3 separate regions of the Danio rerio genome follow, and regions 2 and 3 are each linked to region 1. Evidence: chromatin contacts called from public HiCAR-type and Micro-C data. All regions are on one chromosome and are shown on one strand. Each heading gives the region's core, a stretch centred on a gene start, on an enhancer-like site or on the middle of the called end of the contact. The rest is flanking DNA. Distances are from core to core; before and after follow the strand shown.

The links. A called contact is a pair of places that touch in the nucleus more often than the background predicts. HiCAR-type assays count read pairs that join an accessible place to other places.
Region 2: a Micro-C map of caudal fin shows a contact between it and region 1, with 4 times the contacts expected there. The contact joins the enhancer-like site here to the promoter of tle3a in region 1. A contact is called at or near these places in 3 of 18 Hi-C or Micro-C datasets (caudal fin, hematopoietic stem cells and skeletal muscle) and 2 of 4 datasets of contacts at active chromatin or transcription factors (caudal fin and embryo).
Region 3: a contact with region 1 is called in a HiCAR-type map of caudal fin, with 4 times the contacts expected there. The contact joins the enhancer-like site here to the promoter of tle3a in region 1. A contact is called at or near these places in 4 of 18 Hi-C or Micro-C datasets (caudal fin, embryo, hematopoietic stem cells and 1 more) and 2 of 4 datasets of contacts at active chromatin or transcription factors (caudal fin and gastrula embryo).

What each region holds. Positions count from the first base shown.
Region 1 is chr18:21,613,610-21,616,892 of GRCz12tu, reverse strand. It overlaps tle3a (TLE family member 3, transcriptional corepressor a), which reads right to left and starts at 1,638. Exons shown (of 20, transcript NM_131012.2): 1 at 1,482-1,638; 2 at 727-827. The coding sequence starts at 1,505.
Region 2 is chr18:21,793,384-21,796,666 of GRCz12tu, reverse strand. No RefSeq gene overlaps it. Among named protein-coding and RNA genes, the nearest start is that of kif23, 52 kb to the left of the region's middle. Within about 2 kb of position 1,491, at least 4 of the 62 cell types and tissues checked have an H3K27ac peak or open chromatin away from gene starts, as enhancers often do.
Region 3 is chr18:21,484,368-21,487,650 of GRCz12tu, reverse strand. No RefSeq gene overlaps it. Among named protein-coding and RNA genes, the nearest start is that of uacaa, 50 kb to the right of the region's middle. Within about 2 kb of position 1,735, at least 21 of the 62 cell types and tissues checked have an H3K27ac peak or open chromatin away from gene starts, as enhancers often do. A contact at or near this core is called in caudal fin, where this site is marked.

The DNA.
Region 1 (3,283 bases), core at 389-2,888:
AAATAATAATAATATCAATTATAATTATTGGCACAAAATATTTGCTTGTATATGTTGAAGCAAATGTGTACATGATAATAATCAATATACCAAATGCCTTCTTAAATTAAATAAAACCTTCTTATTTATTGTAATCAAGAACTATACCTTTAGCTAAAGTAATGTCTGAAAACTATTAAATCTATAAAAATTCACATTATGGACTAATATGGTACCAATATACATCACACACCCCTACCTCATTTATTCAACACTACATCAATAAAGCACTTTTTTTTACATGAAATAATTACATTTTCACAAAATCTTAATGAGAACAAACAATAAATGAAAAGATATGTCAATTTCAAATCACCAAATGTTCTGTGATATTTAAAAATATTAAAGTGAATTCAGACATGATGTCCTCTGAAATATACTATAGAAAAAACATTGCTAGATGAAAAGAATAAGATCTTTATCTAAGAAAACACTGTTTATACATTTGAAAACAGACAAATAAACTCTAATTATGCCTAAAATTGTGTTTACAACATTAGCTTTGCACCAATAAGGTGCCGATACGCTGTATGATGTTGCAGCTTTACCATATATATATTTTTTTACTTACAGAAAACATTTTGTGTGAATCAAATAGATTGTTCCTCCCTTTTGCTTGTGAAACACAATTAGGGTAAGCAGTAATTGTACAAGCTACTTTACGGCCACATAACTCTAAATTATTACCTGTGATATTGGGCTTGCAGGAACTGAAATTCGTCTTTGATCCTGTCACAGGACTCCGCCACTGTGAATTTGAAGCCTGGCTGACCAGGCTGGTGGGGCGCCTGAAAGACAGCCATCACATCAATCAAACTCAATTACATCCTCAGAGAACCAAATTTGTTTTCCACCGACTGCAGAGCGAGGCTCTAATGCATTCTGGGCCCTGGGAGAGCAGCTCTAATATTTCAGCCTGAATGAGGGCTGGGGTGACATCCACGCTACAGTGACATCTGGGAGATAGCTGGAGCACCAGTAGCGTCCTGACAAAAGAGGCGGGGGGGGGAGAGGATCTTTACAGTTCTGGGTCCGCCGTTTTAGTGCCTCACATAAACACCGGCGGGAGAAATGGGGTCGCCTCGCTTGGATGGGTCTGAGCGTGCCAAACTGCAACTGTAAAAATGCTGTTGTTTTCAGTCTCTCTAAACCAGGTGCTCATGGAAAGACATGAAAACACAGACTATCGAACAAAAGACAATTTCAACGTCAACTACTTTATTGACAAGTAACCGTCAGGGGTTTTTACCCCATCTGATTGTGCCTGGAACCTCCAGCTCTTTCACTTCAAAGCAATATCACAGGCACCAGGGCTTAGCAAATCAAATGAAGGTGCACATCAGGATGTCGTTCGTCATGGACGGGCGGCTCTGCCCCTGCTCTCTAGCTAAACTGATGCAGATGTAGCAATTATGTTCCATATCAGTTCAAGATGCACTTACCGGATGCCGGCCCTGTGGATACATCTTGAAATGTATCCTTTATTTATTGGAGCTCTATTTGGTAGGGGGTGTCCACCGGCAAGCCACTGTACTGTAAAAAATCAGCCGGACACGAAGCCCACTGGACGCTGGGGGCAAAAATCCTCTCTGATCTCTGCTGCTGGAACCCAAACAATGAAAAATAAACAAACAGACGAAGGGGAGACCGTTACAATCAAACAGAGGTTAAAAAGACGCTTGGAAATGTTAACTTTGCGTTGAAAGGAGCGTTAATAACGCACTTTCACCTGCACTTTCAAAACAATTGACTGTGTGAGGGGAGAAAACAACTCGAAGCCAAACATTTGTTACTAATACACAAGGAAATTAAGCGGAAATCAGGCGTTTTTCTTTGTTTGGCAACTGTCTTTTAGCACTTCACCTTACTTGAATGAACCAAATAAGAAGCTCGTAAATGAGTCGCCAAAGTGATAAGTGATGAGCTCAGTCACTGTTTGAGTGTGAGAAGCGTTTCAAGTCTCGCTTGGTTGGATAACAAGCTATTGTCGTTAGCTAACCTGCTAGTCCTCCGTACCTGTCTTTGTGCGTCCGAGTCACTTCCACTGTTCCCGTAACTTCAGAAATGTCAATCTCCGCTTCAATATCTCAGAGTAAAATACGGTTCCTGGCGGACGCGAACGGTGGCGAACATCTCTGGTGCGCTCGCTCTCTATCACGCGAAGCGACTCGGTGAGACTCAGCTTCTCCGAGGCAAAGGAATAAAGAAACGCCAAACTCCACGCTTCGAAAAAATGTTCGTGTAATCCTCAAAAAACTCAGGCAAAAAATGTACTTCCGATTTTGGAGCGGTTTGGGACGTTTAAAAGTGAAATGTTTTACTTCTTCGCCGCTCGCGCATTTCCCCTTCGTCCAGCAATGCAACCCTGTGCCACACACAGACAGTCTACTGACACGAGGGCTGAGCCACTGCGAGAGCACCTCCCGCCAGCCAATCACATGAGAAAACGGAGAGTTTTGCTCTACGGACCAATAGTGGAGCCTTGTCCCCACGTGGGGACTGCATCCTGATGCATGACATCATACTCGCCATTTTAGATCAGAACAGGTAGCTCGTAATGCTGCCGTTGAACATTTCTAGGTATTTTTGAGCAAAGTGGACCGATGTCACAGTGAATGCCTTTGTTTAGAGATCTGATGCAGTCTCAGTGTAGACACGGACGTCGTTCTGGGAAGAAAAACAATGTACTGTTTATTGGAATCACGATTGTGTGTTATTTAAGTCGGTTATGTTAAATGTTTACATAAAGTAGGTTAGCATTATAGCTTTATGCTTTAAGGAGGACAACAATGTCCCGAGTTATTATACATCAAATTAAAGTTGAACGTTTTTCGTGTTATTTATATTGTTTTGTGTACATCTGCCGCCCTTTAAAAATAAAGTTAGCATAAATAGGAAGTCATCATTTCCCCTCGTCAGTCGCACATCTATTTAGATAATAACACTGGCTCAATCGGTGTTCACAAAAACATTATTTTTCAGATTTCTCAAGCTAGTGCCCGTTCATAACATAATTTTGCACATCTACACGAATATGAGCTATCATCAAGATGGACAGATAGCTAGCGCTGGGAATACGATGATTGTTCAGGTTTGATCTCCGTGAACAACGGCCATGTCTGAACTCAGAAGAAGCGGCCAATCCTGTGCCGTTTCTTCTGCTGCACCCACGTGGGATCCCTTTGCGGCTTTACAGCTTCTCAGCCAATCGCAGAGCAGCATCTATATTCTCTCGACTGCAATT
Region 2 (3,283 bases), core at 242-2,741, 180 kb before region 1:
AAGTTTTTACGCAGCGGATGCCCTTCCAGCCGCAACCCATCTCTGGGAAACATCCACACACACATTCACACACACACTCATACAATATGGACAATTTAGCCTACCCAATTCACCTGTACCACATGTCTTTGGACTGTGGGGGAAACTGGAGCACCCGGAGGAAACCCACGCGAAGGCAGGGAGAACATGCAAACTCCACACAGAAACACCAACTGAACCGAGGTTCAAACCAGCAACCCAGCGACCTTTTTGCTGTGAGTCGACAGCACTACCTACTGCGCCACTGCCTCCCCCGATTTTTGTTTGTTTTAGTGGTAATCAAGATCTTTCCTAATGTGTCCAGAGGAGCTTTTTAGAGTATATTTAAAGTAGGTTTCTTTTTTGTTGTTTACATTTTAGATATGGGTGGCACCAAGGCTCAGTGGTTAGCCCTGATGTTGGCATTTCTGTGTGGAGTTTGCATTCTCTCCCCGTGTTAGAGTGGGTTTCCTCTGGGTGCTATGGTTTCCCCCACAGTCCAAAGACATGGGCTTTAAGTGAATTGAATAAAATAAATTGGCCTGTGAGTGCGTGTGTGGGTGTTTCCCAGTACTGGGTCACAGCAGGAAGGGCATTTGCTGCGTAAACCATATGCTGGAATAGTTGGCGGTTCCTTCCGCTGTGGCAACCCCTGATAAATAAGGGACAAAGGCTAAGGAAAATGAATGAATGACATTAGATATCCAAAAAAGACTTTTAATATATCGGAACCTATGGATCGAAACGTTTTATAAAAGTTGTCCTAAAACTATTAAACAACATCCTAAATACAATATATAAACACATTATTTTTGTATATTAAAAATCATTTTTAAATATAATAAGTAAAACATATTTTAGTTAGGCAATGTGGTGGCTCAGTGGGCAGCTCTCACAGCAAGAAGGTCACTGGCTCGAGCCTCGGTGCTGGATAAGTTGACATTTCTGTGTGGAGTTTGCATGTTCTCCCCGTGTTGGTGTGGGTTTCCCTAGGGTGCTCCGGTTTTCCCCAAAAGTCAAAAGACATGCAGCACAGGTGAATTGGGTAGGCTAAATTTTCAGTAGTGTATTTGTGTGAATGAGCTGGTGTCTCCCTGAGATGGGTTGCAGCTGAAATTGCATCCGCTGCAAAAACAAGCTGGATAAGTTGGCGGTTAATTCCGCTGTGGCGACCCCTGATTAATAAAGGGACTAAGCTGAAAAGAAAATGAATGAATGAATGAATGTTTTATTTCCTGATTGTCAGATTTCTCCCACCAAAAGACGCTGAGGTCTTCTTCTGTTGCCTGATCCAGCAACACTACAGACGGCTGCTCTGCTCTCGCTTGGGCTCTCATTTGCATTATATATGCTTCATTTAGCGTACATGGCTGAGTGGAAATATAACCTGAAGCCATTCAAACAAGGCATGAAGTGGACCGGAGCAGTGTTTGTCCATGAGATGGCAGCACCGCGTCTCCTGCAGCTCATTTCAGCACTTTCAGGGGGAGGAGATGGACCACTTGTGTAAGAATGAATGGGAGGCTGAATTCAGAACAGCATATTACCATATGGCAGAAATAGTAAGTGTAGTATGCTATTAGAGAGCTAGTATGAGAGCTATGCTGAATTCAGCAGGGAAAATTATAATGCTAGATGTGGCAACAGAAGTGATAGACTTTATTTTAGCATTACAACCTGAAATTATTGTAGTTAGCATGCTTAGGGGTTACAAAACAAAACGAATAAGAAAAAGAGAATACTGATAGAAAAATATGACTTAAAATATGATATTGGGGGATTTCTCTCTCTCTTTTCGTTTGTATTTGGTCTTGAAGATGGAAAAAAAAGAAAAAGGAAAAGAGCTGTTAAATTTTATATTAGGACAAGCAGAAATTGTGCTATACATTAGGAGGTACAAGATTTTGTGGGACTAGTTATAAAGTTGAACTGATTTTTAAAGGGCTTATAAAAGCAATAATAAGGCGTGGATAAAATTTTTATTTGTCAATGAAAGATTTTGAAGGCATGTGGAGTGTAAAAAAATGTTGTCTTGGGTTGAAAATAACGTCATGTTTTTTGATGAAAACATTGTGTGATTTGGAAAATTGTTTTAGTTTAAATCAACAAAAAACAGTTTAACATTTTGTATTAAATAAAGGTGTATTAAACTTCAATTTAATTTCTCTCTCTCTTTTTGTTTGATTTTTAAAAATTATTTCATACCAAAATATCAATATTACAAAGGTTCATTTTACTCAAGCCACTTTGTAAATATTAGTCCTCCATCTTTAACAGAGCACAACCTATCTTTATAAATCCACATATTTTCAAACTCTTCAATATTCTTGACATTCTTATAATTTTTATTTTTTGATTCTCACTTTGATTTAACTCTTAAAAATTTGCTCCACATCTCAACAAAATTCTTCCTCTATTATTTCTTTTAATGTTATGTATGTTTGGCTTTTCCAACAACAAAATTAATAATTAACTTTTTTTTTCTCTCTTTTTTTTTGCAAATTTGAAATTAAAAATGAAATAAACTTAATATCCGCAAACAAAACTAAACATCAGAAATAAATCTTTAAGCCTTTCACAATGTAAAAAACAATGAAAAAATACCTCTTTTTTTTATATTTAGCACTTTGACACATAATTCATACAACTTTTTTTCCGTTTACAGAGGGAGAGAGAGAGCACATTGAAATAAATCAGAAAAAAATGGCTAAAAACTGAAATAAACAACATGTAAACAGACAGAGAGCACATAGAATTCTAAAATGTATACTGAAATGTTAAACTAAAAATGTAAAACAAATACAAGCCAAGTTTGTATTATTAATTATTTGCCAAGAGGTTATATAAAATATAAATTTTTATATAAAAAACATAAACTTAAAATAACGTATAATTTAATTTAACTATGTTAGTTAGTTAGTTAGTTAGTTAGTTAGTTAGTTAGTTAGTTAGCTAGTTATTTAAATTTAATTGTCTTGTAGAAAAATGTCATTTGCAGCATACACTCACAGAGACATCTGACAATTCACATTTAGCATTTATAAAAATAAATCAAAATAAATATAAAAAAATAAATACCTAAATAAATAGCAAAATAAAAACCTAATATACTATGGAACCACTAATCTAAATAAATATCCAGTATACTGGCCATCAACTACTACGAAGAGAGGAGAAATAATAATAAAAAAAAAACATAATTGCTTGAGGTATAAACGATACTTTTGCCCTATTTCTTTTTCCTACACATGTGGGAACCCAATTT
Region 3 (3,283 bases), core at 486-2,985, 130 kb after region 1:
AATTCAAAAATGCCACTAGAGGTGTGAATCTATACTGGTCTCACGGTTCGGTTCGGATACGATTATCATGCCTTCGATTCGGTTCAATTCGATATTTCGGTGCATCACGGTGCATTGACGATGCTTTCCATATACAGTGTTATATTTTAGAGGGGAGGCTATAACAAGTCTGTATAAACACACAGACACACAGCACCACACTGTCTCTCATTCAAACACAAACATAGACAGCACCAAAGAAACAAACACACACACACGCACACACAAACTTAAGCCCTCGCAACAGGGAGAGCTCGCTAAGAGCGGAGCAGAAAAACGAAAAAAAGAAGCACTTTTCCGACGGTCCCTTGCTGAGAGCTCCTCTCAGCGCGAGCTATCCCGGCTAAACACATATTGCGAGGGCTTAAACGGAGCAGTGCTCGTAGTATGGTGCCTATGCCATGGGCCGGCCCTGCGTTGGCTGAGTGTTGTAAATACTCGCGCTATCCTCCCTCGCGACAGAGCGCATAGGAGATAAATGACGTCAGTACATAATAACCGGTTATGATTATTACTGAACCGATACCGAATTGTCCGCTTCTGCATAGAGGTGCACCAAAGAAAAAATTAATTTTGACACCCCTAAATGCCACTAATATCTGCATACTCCACAGGTTTTAATTCCATTTCTGTTTCATTCAGTTATGACTTTAGTCAGATTAATGTAATCAAAAAATCTGTTTTAAGCCTATGTAGGCCTACAGTTCAAAATTCATGCTTAACTAAATAAACAGTTAGTAAACACAAGTACATCTTATTGAACTATTTTTTTTTATCACCAATTATCATAGTAGAACCGTTACTCAAGCAGTTTGTGATACATTTGGAAACAGGAGATGAGCCCCTGGTCTAATGCGCCACCTGGCTTGAGAAACCCTTTCTCAAAGACTTATTATTTGGGTAGCACACATATTCTGAATGTCTTTGGCTTCCAAGATTAATCTACATTTAAAAAAAATATCTATGCCCACCAATATATATATATTTATTATTTATATATATATATATATTAACTATATATATTATTTATATATAGTTTAGGCATAGCATTTAAATGGTTTCAACGCTAAAAGAAATTCACTAAAAGCATGATTTAAGGCATTTGGCAGGCATTTTATTTCCCAAAACGGCCAAAAAAAAAATCATCCCTCGCTCTTGACAGTTCCTTACAAGATCTCTGAGGATTTGACAGATGATTGCCTCATTATGTGGTTTATGTAATGAGAGAGATGTGGGGGAGAGGAGTCAGATACAAAAACCCTGCTGTAAAACTATTACTGCAGAACGAGCTCGAACCTGACAGGATGAAAACAAAGTCATCTCACATAATCGAGACTGGAACATATCTTCAACATTTCTGTCAGCAGAGTATATAACTCGCTGATGCTATAAATACGCCCCAGATGCCCTGTGGTTGTGGCGTTCCAGTGTTTCACACAGTAATGTGGAGGTTTGGGGGTGAAGAGCGCTTTAATTCTCTTCTCCCATTTCAGCGGTGCTGTAACAGATAGGCAATGTCAGCGCCCTGTGAGACGTGTGAATGTGGGATGTCTTCTCCTCCAGGCATGTGTAATTTGTGCTGGCCTGGGACAGAAGCGGAGAGAATGAGAACAGGGCCTTGATCCATCGGTGGTTAACCAAAGCTTAATGAGGGGGAAAAACAGTGACGCAACCCTCAACTCAGATGTCACAAAGCTCTAAAGAAGCACTTGAATGGCCACAGCAGGACTAATTTTAACACGGCTGGCATGATCACAGACAGACACACTGACACCGTGACTGAAGAATCTCAGCAAGAGATTTGATACCACTGTGAAACGCTATGCCTGATATAGACAGCAGAAAGAGGAAATGGTTTTCTCTGATGACCCTGGAGAATATCGATAACAGCTGTATTGAAACAATTTGTAGATTAAAATGCTTTAGTTCTTTATAGACATTGAATGCAGTCTTATTTTTAAATAAAGTAACTTGTGTAAAAAAGGTAACATTTTTGCATTTTAATATTAAAAATAAAATGTTTTTCTTTTCTATTCTATGGTGCATATTTAGCCCCTAGCCTGAGTATATTAATTTATTAATTAATATGTCCTATTATTTTTTACTGTATAGCTAAGACTGTATTTGTATGTGCATATGCATTAAAATAACCGACGATCAATATATATATATATATATATATATATATATATATATATATATATATATATATATATATATATATATATATATATATATATATATCGAATTGGATGTGAAATATTTAAATTATACTTGAATATTAATAAAAACTATTTTAATAAATGAATTTTAAGTGTTATATTGTGGTGAGATAAAATAAAAATGAATATCATGTAACAGATGTGGGGCAGGGAAAGAGCCAGTCAAACATCCAGAAAAAAAGAGAAAATAAGCCAACTCCAAATTTGAGCTAAAGTTGTACCCTTTTTAAGGACTCTTACATATGACATTTATTTTGTAAATGGATATATGGATTTGTTTTTAATACCCCTTTGTATTTATTTCTTTTTTTCATATGTCATATGTATTGTATTTTATTACTATATTTGTAACTACTGATCTCTTGTTATTATTTTATACTTTGTGTGAATTGTTTTAAAACACTAATTTAAAGAAAATTGTGCTAAATGTTTTTACATTTGATTAGACATGTTGATATTCAATAATTCAAAATATCATGATAATGAATGTGTACAATATCAATATCAAGAGCACTTAAAATATTGTGAATAATTATTTATCATTTAAACTTTCAAAGTGCTTTTTAAGAATATGGAGATTGTTGTTGTATTGACAGTGGTTGTTCATCACAGCACCAAATACTGGAGGACTTGATAAGGCGATTTATTTTGAACTATAAATATTTGTTGTTATCTGTCCTACACCATTGAAAATACTGTGACAATACACACACATTTTTTTCGTAGTAACCAGGGTTGGGCAAAAATACATTGAAATGTATTTTAAAATAAAATACTAAATACCACAAATGTTAGGTGTATCAAAAAAAAACTACAAAAAACAGCAGTCACAAATGTATCAAAATAAAATACAGTATTTTGTATTTTAAAAATACTGCAAAATACTTTGGAGCATGACATTTCTTTGCAAATCTTCCATCATTTAGACCTTAGTGAAAGAAACAATGTTTAAAAGCGAATGTGGCCAGTAAAATTGCATCTCTGTACAATGATTATTCCACCTTTTAATATTTTAAAAGGGT